Linked DNA regions of Mus musculus: all the other regions are linked to region 1. A link is a contact called in public Hi-C and promoter capture Hi-C data. All regions are on one chromosome and are shown on one strand. Each heading gives the region's core, a stretch centred on a gene start, on an enhancer-like site or on the middle of the called end of the contact. The rest is flanking DNA. Distances are from core to core; before and after follow the strand shown.

Region 1 (3,913 bases), core at 459-2,958:
ACGTCTAAAAACCTTGGCTGAGTTAGCACCGCGTGGTCCCATCTCTCAGTGTCTTCCCCATTTCCTGGCAGAAGTACTACCAAGGAATAGCTGGGGGTTGGGGGGGGGCGGGGACTCTATAAAGCTGTCCTGCTTCTTTGATAATAATAATTTAAAAAAAAATCAAAAGTCAAACACTGACTCCGGGACTAGTGTTTCCTAAATAGAGCAAACTATTCATCAAGTTATGCGGATACCTCCCCTAGGTGGTTAATAATGAACTTTAAAAACTTCACACACTCGGTTGTGATGGAAACATTGGCAAAACATTGTGCCTCCCCACAAGCCCTTTCACTACCCTAAGAGATGGGAGGTGTTGTCACACTGACAGGACCTACACGAGACAGACATGAAATCCGAGGAGCAGGGTAGAAGAAAGGATTGGAAATCCAGATGCTAGTGTGGGAGCTGAAAGGTGGAGGAATAAGGCCTTGGACACTTTACCTTTAAAACTGTGCTAGCTAGAGCAGGGCAGACCCACGTTTGCTTTTCCAGCTCTCGTTTATAAATGCTCCCAAGTCTCTGGAAAACAAATTCGAAGGCTCGGTGTTTCTTCTGAAACAGGCTGGATTTTGGCCAGTCCCTTTGTGACCGTTCGCATTAGAAGATGCAGAAATGTCTAGGCTTTAGGGTATTTTTAGTCAACCCTTCTTTTGGGTAATTGACCCATGCAAGCATTTTATAGTAGGCGACCTAGAGCTTCCAGCGACAAATCCCGGCCCAGCCTCTGGCCCCGCCCTCTGCAGGCACAGGTGAAAGCCGCGTCCCCCAAACTCCGTGGTGCTGACAGGTGGTCTCGCCACGCCTCCCCGTCGCCCAGGGCGCCTGGGGCCACAGCTCCAGGCCACAAGCCACAGCCGCGCGCCAAGCATAGCTTGAGATCAGGCTCCCGAAGTCCGCCTCCTCCTCTCGGGAAAGCGAGGCCTGAGGCGGGTATGGAGGACTGCAAAAATAAAGGGCATCCAGCGCCGGACTTGGGCTGAGGGTGATCGACCAGGCTCTGCTTGCTTCTCCTAGACAAGGGCCTCGTGGAGCACCGCGGCCAGACACATCTAGCCCTGCGCGTTGTGCCCTTCGCCGCCCTCTGCTACTTCATGCGTCCCAGACCCCAGGAATCCGTCCAAGCCCCCAGAGACAGTGACTCCGGGTGTTTACGGTCTACACCAGTCAGTCACCCACGGGACCAGTCAGCCACCCACAGGTCCCAGGCCAAAGGGTCACTGGACCTGGGGAGCCACATTCCCAAGGGCGAGCGGCGGGTGGCAGCACCGTTCTCGCTCCAGTCCAGCTCCGTTGGGATTCACTCCTGTCCCAGCTCCGGAGGCTCCGGTGCCCTGGCCGTTGTAGAACACGCGGGTGGCAGCCGAGAGGAATTCACCCGGACCCCTCCCCTTCCCCAAACTTCTGTGTTTCTCTACGCAGATCTTCCAATCTGCGCTCTTCCGCTCCTCCCACTTGGCTCCCTCCTCCTCTATGGCCCGGGCTTAGGAATCCGTCCCTCCCCCCAACCCGCCGCCCGCCGGGCCCGGGGATCCTCCCCCCCTCCCCCGACTCCCCCGCGTGCCGCCGCCGCCGCCCGGGTTCCTCTCCCCCCGCTCGGGCGCTCCCTGCCAAGCCCATGATGTAATGGTGTATGTTAATCAGTAGCATGTGGGGAGCTCCGGGCGGCTCAGTCCTTCGCGAGCCGACACTGGAGGCAGCAGTGGCGGCAGCGATAGCGCCCCGAACCCGCAGCGCTGCCCTCTCCGCGCGCCGCCAGCCCCGACGGCATGGCCCGCAGCCCGCGCTCCGAGCGCCCCCAACCCCACTGATTGCTGCTACGGCCCCGGACCCGCGCGCAGGGCCCCGAGCCGCAGGGATGAGCTGCGTGGAGGTGAGCGTCCCTTCTGCTGTCCCGGGCGAGGCACCCAGTGGTTCCTCCGACCCTTTCCCGGGGGCTTCGCTCTTCTACCCAGAAGTTCTGGGTGTCAGATGCTGGAAGCGAGCGGCCCCCAGAGGGTCCGGCGCTTAGTCTCTGCTCGCCTCGCCACGGGAGCTGAGATGGGACGATAGAGCCCCTAAACCTAACTTTTCTTCTTTGAGGTCCTTGGGGGGCGTGTGCGGAAGGGAGGAATCTGCATTTCCCTCGGGGTCCGCCCTGCCGCCTGGGAAAGCCGTGATACGGGCTCCCGCGGTCCCTGCGTAAGGCGTGCGCCCCCAACCGCATCGCCTTGGGCCTGGGACCGGAGGGCGAGGACACTCCGGCCCGCAGGCGGCGGCGGGGACCGGGGGCAGGATGCCTAAATCACACGCGCGCGCACACACATCTGATGGTCGTGGGTCAAGCAGGCCCAGGGAAACCTCCCGGGTGGGCTGGCGCGGCGCTGGGGAGTGAGGGCTCTGACTGAGCCGCGCCGAGCTTTGGATAGGGAGAGTTTATTTTTGTCTCGAGCTGTCGCTGCGGCTGCTCACGGCCTAAATCCAGAGGGGAGCCTGGCGGCGGAGATGCTGGCTGTTGCTGTAGATGGAGCTGCAGCCGTACGGCTGCTTCTCCGGGAGGAGGAGGAGGAGGGAGGAGGGAGGGAAGGAATAGGAGGGAAGGAATAGGAGGAGGAGGGAGGAGGAGGAGGAGGGGGAGGAGGAGGAGGAGGAGGAGGAGGAGGAGGAGGAGGAGGAGGAGGAGGAGGAGGAGGCTGGAACCCTGGTTGCCTCTGACACCGCCTCTGCTTTGCATTAGCCCCCACCCCACCCCCGCGCCCCTTCACAGCCGCATTGCAAGTTTTCAGCGCGGGGAGGATCTGTTGCTGGTGCTGGCGTTCGCAGACACAGCCCCAGAGGCCACTCCGGGTGGGGTGTGCAGGGAGCACTTGCGGGTCACAGCCGCAGCAACAGGAAGCCGCGGGGTCTCCTCCCGCACCTGGGAAGGAAGTGTGCAATAGCTCAGCTCGCGCATCCGAGTGTGGAGAGGCCGGCTGGAATTTAGGGGACTTCCCTTCGCGGGACACCCCTTCCCCCAGCCTTGGCTTCCACACACCCCCTACCGAGCTCCCTCTCACTCCCGGATCCCCCTAGACGCTCCAGTCCGCGTGCCGAGGTCTCACTGCAGCTTTTTCTGTCCTTTCAGTAGTGATTGCCGCTTGGGAATGCGGGTGTGAAGGGTCCGAGCTGCCGCCCAGCGGGGAGGAGACCCCAGGACGCCGGAAATCACCATCCTGAAGCTACGAGAAAAGGGGAAGGAGCGATCTTCATTCAGTTTTGTGCCTTGCGAGGGATTTACATTTTTAATCGCTATTTTTTTTTTTTAAAATATCTCCGCGCTACTGTCTGTCATCGTCTCTGGAGAATCAACCAGAACCACCAGAACGTAACTGAACCGATAGAGAGAGGAGAGCAAGGCAGGAGCAGAGTCAGTACCTGCAGCGCCCGGGCACCGGAGACCTTGGAACCAGAACGTGTCTCGGGAGGCCACGGGGCTGCGGCTCCGCCAAACTTTGGGGCGGGCAGGAGCGCCAAGGGGCTTCGTAGACGGAGGGCGGCCCCCTAACCATGATGTTTCGCGACCAGGTCGGGGTGCTGGCGGGCTGGTTTAAGGGCTGGAACGAGTGCGAGCAGACTGTTGCACTGCTGTCGCTGCTCAAGCGCGTAAGCCAGACCCAGGCCCGCTTCCTTCAGCTCTGCCTGGAGCACTCGCTGGCCGACTGCGCCGAGCTGCACGTCCTGGAAGGAGAGGCCAACAGCCCGGGTAAGTGCGCGGCCGTGGATCCCGCGGCTCCCCGGGAATCCAGTCTCCCCGCCTCCAGCCCGGGCTCCGCCCCCGCCCCCCCCCCCCCGGCCTCCACCCGCGGGGACCTGGTCCTCACTGGCCCCGGGGCTCTGAGCATCTGCGTCGGACCCG
Region 2 (3,913 bases), core at 828-3,327, 250 kb after region 1:
ACCCAGCTCCAGAACCTTACCACTACAGCCTGTGCTGTTTAGCTTTCCCCACATACCTATGATAAAATATACCTTCCCGTGATGCTGAGTGGTTTGTTCCAATCCTGAGAAACTTAAGTTCAACAAACCAGTAGAAACATGTGTTATGAAAATAAATCAGATTATTAAAGAGCACTATGAAAAACACACCGGCTACTTGAATATAATAAATAATGTTAGCACACTGTAAATTTAACCAGAATCCTCCAACTTCTTCCAAGGAATGGTTGCCCTCTCCACAGCAGCCAACTTCGTGGGTCACCCTCTCTCCTCCCACCTCTTCTCTGGCCACGACAAACTTTGTATCTTTGTATCTTTGAGGCTTGAGGTAAGTCCCTACCAGAGCACTCCATACTCTCAGCCTCTGATTTCGAGAGATCTGTGTACCATTCAGGAGTGCTATGACTTGATCTGGAAAACCTTCATCCCCAAGGCATTGTGGTACCTTGTGAGCCTTTTTAATACAGGCTTCTAGCCTCCTTCGCTCTCCCTGGAGCGCTTAGGAAGCACCCAGCAGTTGGAGGTCATGAAGGGGCTAAGGCAGCCTTTGTGGAAGCAGCTTCCCCTTCCTATCCTGACTAGAGAGAAACCAGTAACCCTCAGACTTCCTGGCCCCTGGAGTTCTGTTCAGCATTTCATTTACTGAAACTGGCTGTCATACGGTTTCTGTTGCTGTAAAGAGACACCATGGCCAAGGCAACTCTTATAAAGGAAAACATTTAATAGGGGTTGGCTTACAGATTCAGAGGTTCAGTCCATTGTCATCAAGTTGGGAGCATGGCAGCATCCAGGCAGGCATGGTGCAGGGGGAGCTGAGAGTTCAATATCTTGTTCCAAAGGCAAATAGAAGACTGGCTCACAGGCAGCTAGGAGGAGAGTCTCAAAGCCCGCCTCCCACAGCGACACAAGGGCACACCTACTCCAACAAGAATGCACCTCCTAATAGTGCCACTCCCTAGGCCAACCATACTCAAACCTCCTTACTGGCTAAGCATACCCTGCCTCGTCTTCCTGTAACCAGGTCAGTTCCAGCATCTTTCACCTGTAACAAGTGGTACTAAAGACGCTTTCCCATGCATCGTTGTGGGTCTATGTACAGGGTGATGTCAGCGGGAATCCATAGGTCTCTGGCCGGACCCCTTGAGGCTGAAAGTGCTCCTGAGTTGGTGGCAGGTGGCAAGACACAGTGGGCAGCTAGGGGCCAAGGCCAAGACCACTGAGCAGGAAGTGGCTGCATTCAGGCTTGCACACCTGGCTGGTTGGGCCAGGCAGAGGTCCAGTGAAGAAAGTGTCAGGAGAGAAAGCTCTTCCCTGGAGCTCAGTAAGACAGGAACTCGCAGATGATCTTTGGCGCACTTTATTCCTCATGGACGGGACCTGATCTGACGGGATTCTAGAGGCAGATGCTTTCCATTGGCTTGGTGTGAGATGTTAGGAATGCCTCTTCTGTGTGTGGAGAAGCTTCGGGTGTTGTCCCTACATGACTGATTATCACAGTCCTCTCCATGGACATATATATGAACCTGGTCAGGAGTAGATTTAAAAGCCTGCCATTCTCAATCATGAGAATTGCTGGGGTTCCTGAATCCGTTCAACCTTGCCGGGTTTTCTGTCTGGTGGCACAGTTCACTGCCCCACACATCATTAAAGAAGCACAGATCACCAACTTGCCGTCAAAGCCCAGCACTGATGGTTCCCTCTCCCAAACCAGCGAGCATCTGCACGTCTGTCTAATCCAGAGCATATTCCTGCCTGTGATGGTCACTTCAATACTGGGCTCCCCTGTGCTGCCCTCTCCCCTATCCTCTATAGGGTCCCCTGAAAACAATAGCCAAGGAGTAGTGTTTACTAAGCCACTTGTCCCCAGTCTCAGACCCAGAGCAGCATCACTGAAGAGAGGAGACCCACCAAAACCCAGTGGGAGCTGTGGCCATCTGTCTGTCTGCATAAGTGATGGGGAGAAAGAAACCAAGGCTAGCAGTATAGAAAACCCACCCCTGAGCTGGCCAAGCCCATGACTGCAGCCCAACCACTAAGCCTGTTGAGTCCTGCTTTTCCTGCCAGCTACAGGCCTAGCCCAGCCAAACAGCCTCAGCCTACAAGCCCCACTCAAGAATGATTGAAAACAGACACTTAGGAAGATGAGTCTTAGGCTCTGAAGGCTAATAGTGAGGGCTCTAACAGCCCTCTGCTGCCTGGCAGCACACCCCAATTTCATCTTTGTAAGTGCTAACTAACATCATTTAAGCTCCACCGTCTGGAAACCAGGGAGCTCGAAATAGCCCTGCCAGCCAGTTCGCCACAAGGATGTTCAGCCTCACATAATCCAGGATATTACCTTTCAAACTGACAAATATGTGTGTGTGTGTGTGTGTGTGTGTGTGTGTGTATGGTTAGTAGCACAAGCCCCCAGTCCTAACGTTCTGCACACTGAGATGGAGGATGGCTGAGCCCAGCTGTGGGAGATCAGCTGGGATTGCATTGGTGAGAGGGTAAAAGACAACTTGAGACAGAAAGAATGCACACGGCCTTGTCAATACTGAAAAAAGGTTTGCTTGATTGTTCTTGTGTCCTGGGGTTTGGGAGATATCTCAGTTCAACAAGAAAAAGAAGTTCTGGGCAAGTGTGAAGACTGGAGTTTGGGTCCTCAGAGCCCACATCAATGCCGGTGTGCACGGTGGTTCATTTGTAATCCCAGTTCTTTAAGCAGCATCAGGATCAACCAGAGCAAGATGGCCACCTAAACTAGACAGGTGACAATGAAAGACATGCAGTGTGTGCGCGCATGCATGTATGTGTATGTGTGTCTGTATGTGGTATGTGTGTGTCTGTCTGTCTGTCTGTCTGTCTATGTCTGTGTATCTGGTGTATGTATATGTATCTATATGTGGTATTTTGTATGTGTCTGTTGTGTATGTATCTGTATATGGTGTGTGTGTCTGTGTGTCTATGTCTGTCTGTGTATCTGTATGTGTGTCTGTGTATCTGCCTGTGTATGTGTGTATATATGTGTGTATCTGTCTTTTACTGTGTGTCCATGTGTCTGTGTGTCTGTATGTGTCTATGTATGTGTGACTGACAGAGTCTCATGTATCTAGGCCTCAACCTGACTATGTAGCTGAGGTTGACTTTGAACTCCTGATCTTCTTGCTTTTGCCTCCCACCTGTTGGCACTACAGGTGTATGCCACCTCACCCACCTTTATTTTATTTTGTATGTTATGTGGAGTATTTTCTTTACTTTCAACCTTTCCCACCTTGAATGTCCAATCATTTCTAGTCAGAATTTTACACATTTGTTATCTAATGTCCTTCATGGTTAAACCTGCCTATTTGGGCTCTCACTGGGCTTTGTTTTATGGGAAATGAAGGCAGATGGGAGTTTTAGACATATCTAGGACATTTCAAATGGGTAGAGATGAAAACAAGCCTGAACTGCGTGGAATGTCCCAAGAACACATGGCTACAATGTGTCACTGGTCTAACCTGGGAGCTATATCTTCTGTGGCCCTCAAATAATCATAGTGCGGGAACTTCAGAAGACCCTGCCAGTGCAAGCCATGTTATCCCTCCCCCTTGGAAGAGCGATACAGGACTGTTCCCACAGCCACCAGGACAATGTAGCCGGAACTGACCATCTTAGAAGCAGATCTAAGCACACAGCAAGAGTCACTGGGTGTGAAGCTGACTCGCCCTTTGAAAGTCTTTTCAACAGTAAGACTGTGAGCAGTAGCATCAATCCAAGGAAAGCACACATTCAACCAACAAGTGATGGCCATCCAGAGAAAGAAAATGAGTCATATTTTTACATAGTCAAAACCATGGTAGTTTATAGTGTGTGGTAATAGTACTGGACACAGGGCTGGTGACATGGC
Region 3 (3,913 bases), core at 447-2,946, 220 kb after region 1:
TAGAACATAATATAAGGCCTGTCTAGTAAATGGGTAAGACAGATTCCTCTTTAAAAAAAAAAAAAAAAGTGACATTTAAAACCAGACCATGCAAATGACCTTGCCTATGGTTATTTTTTTTTTCAAGTTAATGAAGTGCACACAGATTCTAAAGGCCTTAATAAAAATCCACACAACTGTGTTTGCCTGTCAAGATTACAGGTGGACAACCGAGCCGAGCCTTGGATGCTACAACAGAGATTTCGAAGTCCTTTTACAGTGCAGGGCCAAGGACACCTTAAGAAGGTTGAGCTTTTAGTGATCATGGACGACTTGGATCATCACCCCAATCAGCACTTTATAACAACACCAGAAACAAAAGATGCAGGACACTCCTTGGGTGACCCAGTCTTGAAGATGCAAATTCACGTGCAGAAAGAGGCAGCATGTTTAATTTTTATATGTAGATAGATAGACTTTTTTTTTTTAACCAAGTGCCATTAACATTCATCCCTCGTGTCCCTTTCCAAGCTCAGTGTTGGGGAAGGAGCTGGGATGGAGGATCCCATGTCAGGCAGAACAGGTTAAAATGTCGAAGGCCAAAGGGAAGGCCAGAGGGTCTGAGGAAGTGTTTGGAGGATGCTGGAAAGGTTAACAGAGAGGAACAATAGGACTCCTCATCCTGTAGGAAAGAGAAGGTGTTTAAGTCCGCTACACGCAACGCACGTACCCATAAGGTCATGGGATATTCAGAAACCAGTTTGTGAACACAATCACACGAGTGCGAATCTTTTAAGAGGAAGAAGACCATAGAGTATATTTGCAAATCTGAATTTCTATTTATTCCTTCATTGAATATAGAAGCAATGGTTATCTGATTATTAGAGATATTATTTTGGATATGTCACTTATTAACTCGCTATGGCTGGTACCCATGATAAAGTCTGTTATTAGTAACAACAGAATTCTTTTTTTAAAAAAAAAAAGAAAAAAAGAAAAGCTTATTTTTCATTGACTGTATAGATTTATCTACTTAGTTGTGGTTTGCTATGTTAGTGTTTTTATTTTTATTTTTTAAGTTGTGTTCTGATGATTTTTAAGAACCTCCCCCCCCCCACCTTGATTTGAGTCCTGTGTTGACTACAGGTATACAGCTCAATTTAAAAATCCTAAAGCAAAGAAATTTTATTTATAAAAAAAAATTTTAAAAAGAGTCGAGCAGTTGCATGCCTGAGGCTGTGAAGTCAGGCCTTGAGCAGTGAGCTGCAGTGCCTTTTTTTGTATTTACCCATTGACCACCCCGCCCCAACACAGCTGTTTTATATTAAATAGTAAAGGTTTGAAACTTTCCGAGTAAAGTCTATTTCACTGCATAGGTTCTCCCCATCTCCACCCCACCCCACCCCCGCCCCCACCCGCACCCCAGGCGCCCTGATTTAAGCAGCATGTCTGCACTGTCTGAGACACAATGCTGGTCTACAATATCATGGGGTGATGTTTTATTGGTGCTTTTTTGTTCATAGTGTTTTCTTACCAGAAAACAGTAGGAAGAAACACAAACTATACAAGACACAACACGACGCTGCTGATGGTTTGTTTTGTGTGTTCCCCACCCCCACCTGCTTTTTGAGTTTCACTTTCTTATTACACAAATCCAGCAAGCAAAGTAGTGGCCGGTGGGTCCCGCCTGCCTGCCTGCCTAGGGCTGCTATTTGCATCAAGCGCCCAGCCTGGGTTGAGCTGAAGGTCTCTTTCTGGTACCCAGGCCGGGAGCCAGCCGCAGCTGGGCCCCACCTCCCATTCTCCCGATGCGACACTGAGGGAAACCAGAGTTTCTTTTGAGGTGTCGCTGGCTGCCTTTTACAGAGTGGGAGTCTTCTCTGGGCCTTCCTTTCCTCTGTGCCTAGTAGCTAGCTAGCGCTGGTGCAAGGTTTGTAGATCTGTGCACCCCAGAGCTGGGATGAGGGCTGAGCGAGGGAGGGGAGGAAAGTGGATTCTGTTGGGCGCCCTTCCTCTCTAGCCTGAGTGGGGAGAACCCAGGGTGCTCAGGTGTGCCTATCATAAACAGAACCTGCAGAAGGATAAGTTGTACACAGAGCTGTGATGATATCTGTGTTGGCTTTGTTTTTCAGTTTGTTTTTCTTTTCTTTTTTTACAACTCATCAGAGATGTTTGCAAAGCGACTTTTTTTTTAATCCTTTATCTTGACTTAAAGGTAAATATGTATCCCTCTGGGAGGAGCAAAAAGAAAGCAGGAGTGTTAGTGATGGCAAACAGGAGACTTCCTCCCTTATTAATATATAACCCTCATGTATTTATGCCTAACGCAAGCTGACTTTCAAAGAGCTTCCTTTCGTTGCATGCCCTGTGCAGGCATCTGTATTGTACATGCATGCCTTTTGTCCTGGTTTCCTGTATAAAGTTAGTGAACAAAGAAATATTTTTGCCTAGTTCATGTTGCCAAGCAATGCATATTTTTTAAATTTGTCATACATGGAAAGAGCATGTTTGTTACATGTGAAAGCTCTACTGATGCAGATACACTAATGTTTGAACATGCTGTTCTTTGCAAGTGTACAGTTTTCAAATGTTGTTATCAGTGACAACACCCTTGTGGTCTAAACTTGCTACAATGTATTTATTATTCATTTCCTCCCACAGAAATAAGAATCATGGCTATATTTCATATGGTTATATTGAGAGTGAAGGGAAATGATTAATACAAGGTTTTGTAACACTGGTGTGTATGCGTGTGTCTTTTCACTCTCTCTCCTCTTTTTGTAAATATGATTAACTATTTAAAAAAAAATGTCTCTTAGAAATCAGCCCTCACTGAAGAACCAACATGAACTCCACCCACGTGACCATACCACGTGACCACACCATGTGACCACACCATGTGATGCCCACCATTAGCTGCCTACTCCTTTCTGAGACAGGTTGGGGAGAGGATGAGCAGAATGAACATGGTTTGATCTGTGCCCAGAATATCCAGTGAATGTTTTGTCCAAGGTAAATGCAAACTACTACATGGTCCATAACTTCCTCCCTCACTTGACTGCCTTTGGCACATCTTGCACCTTTATCATAGCATATAGAAACTGCCACCTTGGAATCTTGGGACTTCCCCTACATGTGGTTTGGACCCCATTCTAACACTTGTAACTCCAATATAATGACATATAATACATGGTAAGCTCTGAGTACTGGGTGGTTAAGAGTATGAGTGGAGAGGCAGACTTTAGATTGACATCTGGCTTCAGCATCCTCTAGCTATGTAATGAGGGCAACACTCTTAACCTCTTGACCTATGATGACTCGACCTTTATGTCTTTGGACCTCCAAGCCAAAGAGAAGTGAAGACAAAACATGAGACAGAGGCTATTCCCACCTGCAACCTTGCAACCACAGAGGTCTCTAAGATAGCCTCACTCGAGACGGGATCAATGAAGTCTTAGTGTTCAGTTGCTGTGAAAAGACACCACAACCACGGCAACTCTTACTAAAGAAAAACATTTAATTGGGGCTGGCTTATGGGTTCAGAGGTTTAGTCCATTACCATCATGGCAGGCAATCTGGCAGCACACAGAGCAGACATGGTGCTGGAGAGGCAGCTGAGAGTTCTACATCTGGATCTGCAGCAGGAAGAGTGACACTGGGCCTGGCTTGAGCTTCTGAAGCCTCAAAACCTACTTCAACAGGGCCACACCTCTGATAATGCCACTCCCTATAAGTCTATGGGGGGCATTTTCATTCAAACCACCACAAATGACCACACAGCAACTCCCCTTTCTTCGGGCTCAACAGTTTAAAACACATTTTTTTTTAAAAAAAATCTAAATTGGTGCTTGAAAGCATACAGAAATACCTCATACCCTAAGATTAAAAAAAATGAAATTCCTCATAAAGTTAAATCTTTATAACTCAAATGAGC
Region 4 (3,913 bases), core at 1,054-3,553, 150 kb after region 1:
AATCACACAGGTTGCCGGGTCCCAAGAGTTTGGACCATTTTCTTAGATTTTATCCCTCCAGCTAGGGATCAGAACCAATAAGAGCACGGGCCTGCTTTAAAGTTTTCAGTCCACGGCGCTGAGATGTTTCACAGCGAGAACCACAGTTCATCTGCGACATGCATGGGTACAGGTCAGGAGGCAAACCTCTGGAGACAGTTCCTACCAGACAACTTGTGGGATGCAGGATCAACCTCAGACTATGAGGCCTGGGTGCAAATGCTTCTACCTACTGAGCTAGCTCACCTTCACACAGCTACAAGAGTTGTAACAGGCTGCTCTGTGCAGTAAGACATCTGATTTGCTTACTAAGACATTGATACTCATCAGCTTTTTGTTACCAATGAAAATATGGGAGGCCAGGCAGTGGTGGCACACGCCTTTAATCCCAGCACTTGGGAAGCAGAGGCAGGTGGGTTTCTGAGTTCGAGGTCAGCCTGAAAGGAAGAAAGAAAGAAAAAAGAAAGTATGTGAGTCTGCAACCCTATAGGTGGAACAACAATATGAACTAACCAGTACCCCCCCAGAGCTCGTGTCTCTAGCTGCATATGTAGCAGAAGATGGCCTAGTTAGCCATCACTGAGAAGAGAGGCCCCTTGGTATTGTAAACTGTATATGCCCCAGTACAGGGGAATGCCAGGGCCAAGAAGTGGGAATGAGTGGGTAGGGAAGCAGGGCGGGGGGAGGGTATGGGGAACTTTCGGGATAGCATTTGAAATGTGTATAAAGAAAATATCTAATGAAAAGAAAAGGAAAGAAAACAAAAAGAAAAAGTATGTGAGCCAGGCTAGTTTATCAAAGAAATTCACTCAGCCTCCAGTAGTTCCGGAAGCTCAAGGGCTTGCTTGGCACCTGCCTGGGCTCAGTTCTGGGAGGATCCATTTGGCTGTCCCACATCATGGCAGATGGCAGTCTCAAGACCATGTGTACAAATGATCACACGACAGTCAGGAAGAGGGAGGAGCTGGGCATGGCCAGGCTCAGGTTTCTATGTCAAGCCTTGATGAGAACTACCTAGGACTTTGTGAAAATCTCCCTAATGGATCTCAAGTGATCTAAAGGCCCCCTGGGTGTCCCTAAGTGTCCCATGCTACACTACAGGACACCACTAGTCACATAAGATGTTGAGAGACAAGCTACATGCAGTGTCCCATGAAGAGAACTATAAGGCTATGTGTGACATCTTAGATATTTAAATTCGGGATATAAATAACAAAATGATTTGTGTTGTTTTGTTACTGTTTTTAGATTTCTTTATTTTACATATACAGGTGTTCTGCCTGCATGTATGTTTGTGTACCACATATGTGCAGTGCCTGGAGAGGCCAGGAAAGGGCACTGGAGCCCTCAGAAAAGGATGGTAGCTGCCATGTGCACGCTGGGGTTTGAATCTCCATTCTCTGGAAAAGTGCTCTCAATGACCGAACCGTCTCTTCGATACCCAAAAAAGGTGTTCTTGATCAATAGCTAGGGGTATAGTCATGGATAAGTTATTTGACTATTAAATATCTCTTTTATTCATATATTAGATGGGGATAAATTTTTATCAGAAGACCTCTCAGTGGTCCTGCTCAGGATGGGAAATTGATGTGTTCATTGTAATAGCCATTAAAAACATTGAACCATAAAGAATAAGACCTTAAGCACTTTAACTTAAAGCTTGAATATGTACACACCCTTTCATCATCAGTGAATTTTTAGAAATCATTTTACCTTGTGTGTACGGGTGTTTTGCCTGCATGTATGTCAGTGTGTCATGGGCACAATTGGTGCCCACAGAGGCCAGAAAATGGTGTTAGATCCCCTGGAACTGGTGTTACAGGGGATTGTGAGCCATCATGTAGGTGCTGATAATTGAACCCAGTCCTTTGGAAGAGCAGCTAGTGCTCTTAACCACTAGAGCCCAGAGCTCCATAGTCTTTTTGTGTAGAATTTTATTCCTTTTCTCGTCGTGTGATGAAAGCCCCGACAGAAGGAACTTAAGGGAGAAGGGAATTGGGGGTCTCATGGTTTCAGAAGGTATAGTCTGTCATGGTAGGTCAGGGGAGGGGTGATGGGATCACGTGACAGGAGGAGAACAGGGCAGATAGCAAATCCTGGCTTTGACCTTTACCATCTCAACCCTGACGGCCTCCTCCCACCAGACAGGCCCTGCTGCCAAAGCCACCACAACCCTCACAACAGGACCACAAGCTAGAAACCCAGCACTGTTCGTGACATGACCCTGTGGGGTAGTGGACCTTCCACCCCTCTTCTCCAATGAGTCAGAACACAGCAGCTGTGAGGGCCCTGCTAGTCAGCTGTTGAATGAGCAATACATAGAAGACACAGCCACAACCTCATGCCCCAAAATTTGGTCTATCCTCTCAATTAGATCAGGGACATTAAGGCTTGCAATTAGTCTTTTCTGTGTGTGTGTGTGTGTGTGTGTGTGTGTGTGTGTGTGTGTGTGTGTGTGTGTGTGCACACACACACACACACACACACACACACACACACGGACTTGCTTTTGAGTGTGAGTATCTGAAATACAGACTCATCATAATGATCCAACCACAGTAACTGTGGATTCTTCACTGGTAACTTTGGTCTCCTAATTAGATGGAACAGTTCTAATGATCCCACATTTTCTTCTGTCTCAGTATCATTTGCATTCCTTTCTTCTTTTATTTTTGAGATATAATACAATTACATCATTTTCTCCTTCGTTTTCCTCCCTCCAAACCCACCCTCCATATACCCCTCCTTGCTCTCTCATATTCGTGGTCTCCTTTTCTTTACACACACACACACACACACACACACACACACACACACACACTGCTTGATCTGTATAATGCTGCTTGTTCGTTTGTGTTTTCAAGGGCTGACCCCCAGCTGGTGTGTCCTTCCCTAGGGAAGGCTGTTTCTCCTGCTCTCGGCATTTCTTAGTTGCTAGCAGTACTTTAGAGCTCAACTCCACCCCCACCCCCTCATCAACACATTTATGTCTATTGGTGTCATGGGTTTTTTGTTTGTTTTGTTCTGGTTTTAAGACTAGGCAGGGGTCAGGGGGAGGAGTTGGAGAGGAAGGAATGAGGAGTAGGTTTGATCAAAATACATACACAAGTATAAAATTCTCAATTAAAAATTAGAAGACCCTTATAAAACCTTGAAAAATCCAGTATTTGTCTAGGAAAATGGCTGAGTGGTTAAGACCACATATTGTTCTTATAGAGAATCTGAGTTCAGTTCCCAGCCTTCACATCAGGCGGGCAGCTCACCCCTGCCTGGCAATCCAGCATCAGAGAGCCGACCCCTCTCTCAAGCCTTGAGCCCGTGTGCACACATGCACATAAGTGCACATAAATTAATAATAATAATAATAATAATACCTAGTATCCTGTAAATACCGTGATCCCTCCCAAAGGTTGTTTCAGCAACATATTAAGTCTTATTAAATAACTTGAAACATATCTGATTTTTTTAAAGGAAGAATAAATAGTAAGTAAAGGTAGCTATCAATGTTCTGATTTTGAGTCTACTACTAAACAAGAATGATTTGTAGTAATGTAAGAGTATTATTCAGATTTATCAAAATAGTCCTTAAGTAGCAGAATGTCACTCACTAATGTACAGATACATGACACAGAAGTGTGACCAGTCCTGAGCATGCAGAGCGTTTCCAGGAAAAAATAGTATGTCATGTTGAAAGGGTTAGCAATCTACCCCCGTGTCGCTCTGAGTAGCATAGACTCCCAGGGATTCCCAAGCCTTTAGAAAGGACTAAGGGTCATACTCTGCTCCTTCATTCTGCGTTTACAAGACAGGGAAGTCTCCATCCCAGAGAGTACCAAGACTGAACACCCAGCACTGAGTGCTCAGCACTGTGGGG

The links. Promoter capture Hi-C pulls out the DNA fragments that hold promoters and counts their contacts. Hi-C and Micro-C count contacts between places; a contact is called where the count stands out from the background.
Region 2: a contact with region 1 is called in a Hi-C map of the N1E-115 cell line, with 10 times the contacts expected there. The contact joins the enhancer-like site here to the promoter of Samd4 in region 1. A contact is called at or near these places in 6 of 39 promoter capture datasets (the C10 cell line, the HPC-7 cell line, cranial neural crest and 2 more), 1 of 15 datasets of contacts at CTCF or cohesin (pro-B cells), 2 of 484 Hi-C or Micro-C datasets (the C2C12 cell line and the N1E-115 cell line), 13 of 115 datasets of contacts at active chromatin or transcription factors (SST interneurons, embryonic forebrain, embryonic limb bud and 8 more) and 2 of 9 other capture datasets (adipose tissue and liver).
Region 3: a promoter capture Hi-C map of liver shows a contact between it and region 1, with 4 times the contacts expected there. The contact joins the enhancer-like site here to the promoter of Samd4 in region 1. A contact is called at or near these places in 19 of 39 promoter capture datasets (the 3T3-L1 cell line, 3T3-L1-derived adipocytes, the C10 cell line and 12 more), 1 of 15 datasets of contacts at CTCF or cohesin (pro-B cells), 38 of 484 Hi-C or Micro-C datasets (the 63-12 cell line, the AML12 cell line, B cells and 27 more), 23 of 115 datasets of contacts at active chromatin or transcription factors (SST interneurons, T-cell acute lymphoblastic leukemia, bone marrow-derived macrophages and 17 more) and 4 of 9 other capture datasets (adipose tissue, embryonic stem cells, liver and 1 more).
Region 4: a Hi-C map of myocytes shows a contact between it and region 1, with 4 times the contacts expected there. The contact joins the enhancer-like site here to the promoter of Samd4 in region 1. A contact is called at or near these places in 12 of 39 promoter capture datasets (3T3-L1-derived adipocytes, the C10 cell line, HPC-7-derived erythroid cells and 7 more), 6 of 484 Hi-C or Micro-C datasets (bone marrow-derived macrophages, embryonic fibroblasts, embryonic stem cells and 2 more), 25 of 115 datasets of contacts at active chromatin or transcription factors (the NIH/3T3 cell line, bone marrow-derived macrophages, cardiomyocytes and 17 more) and 3 of 9 other capture datasets (adipose tissue, liver and pancreatic islet).

What each region holds. Positions count from the first base shown.
Region 1 is chr14:46,881,257-46,885,169 of GRCm38.p6, forward strand. Samd4 (sterile alpha motif domain containing 4) reads left to right here and starts at 1,709. Exons shown (of 13, transcript NM_001037221.2): 1 at 1,709-1,912; 2 at 3,143-3,760. The coding sequence starts at 3,565. It overlaps Gm34934 (a long non-coding RNA gene), which reads right to left and starts at 1,543. Exons shown (of 2, transcript XR_383407.3): 1 at 484-1,543.
Region 2 is chr14:47,127,239-47,131,151 of GRCm38.p6, forward strand. No RefSeq gene overlaps it. Among named protein-coding and RNA genes, the nearest start is that of Gm10371, 13 kb to the left of the region's middle. Within about 2 kb of position 2,078, at least 5 of the 459 cell types and tissues checked have an H3K27ac peak or open chromatin away from gene starts, as enhancers often do. A contact at or near this core is called in the N1E-115 cell line, where this site is marked.
Region 3 is chr14:47,103,100-47,107,012 of GRCm38.p6, forward strand. Samd4 (sterile alpha motif domain containing 4) reads left to right here. Exons shown (of 13, transcript NM_001037221.2): 13 at 1-2,718. All of the region lies in intron 3 of Gm10371 (predicted gene 10371), which reads right to left. Among named protein-coding and RNA genes, the nearest start is that of Gm10371, 11 kb to the right of the region's middle. Within about 2 kb of position 1,697, at least 80 of the 459 cell types and tissues checked have an H3K27ac peak or open chromatin away from gene starts, as enhancers often do. A contact at or near this core is called in B cells, CD8 T cells, the CH12 cell line and 11 more, where this site is marked.
Region 4 is chr14:47,029,423-47,033,335 of GRCm38.p6, forward strand. All of the region lies in intron 3 of Samd4 (sterile alpha motif domain containing 4), which reads left to right. Among named protein-coding and RNA genes, the nearest start is that of Gm52121, 23 kb to the left of the region's middle. Within about 2 kb of position 2,304, at least 13 of the 459 cell types and tissues checked have an H3K27ac peak or open chromatin away from gene starts, as enhancers often do. A contact at or near this core is called in muscle stem cells, myocytes and pancreatic cancer cells, where this site is marked.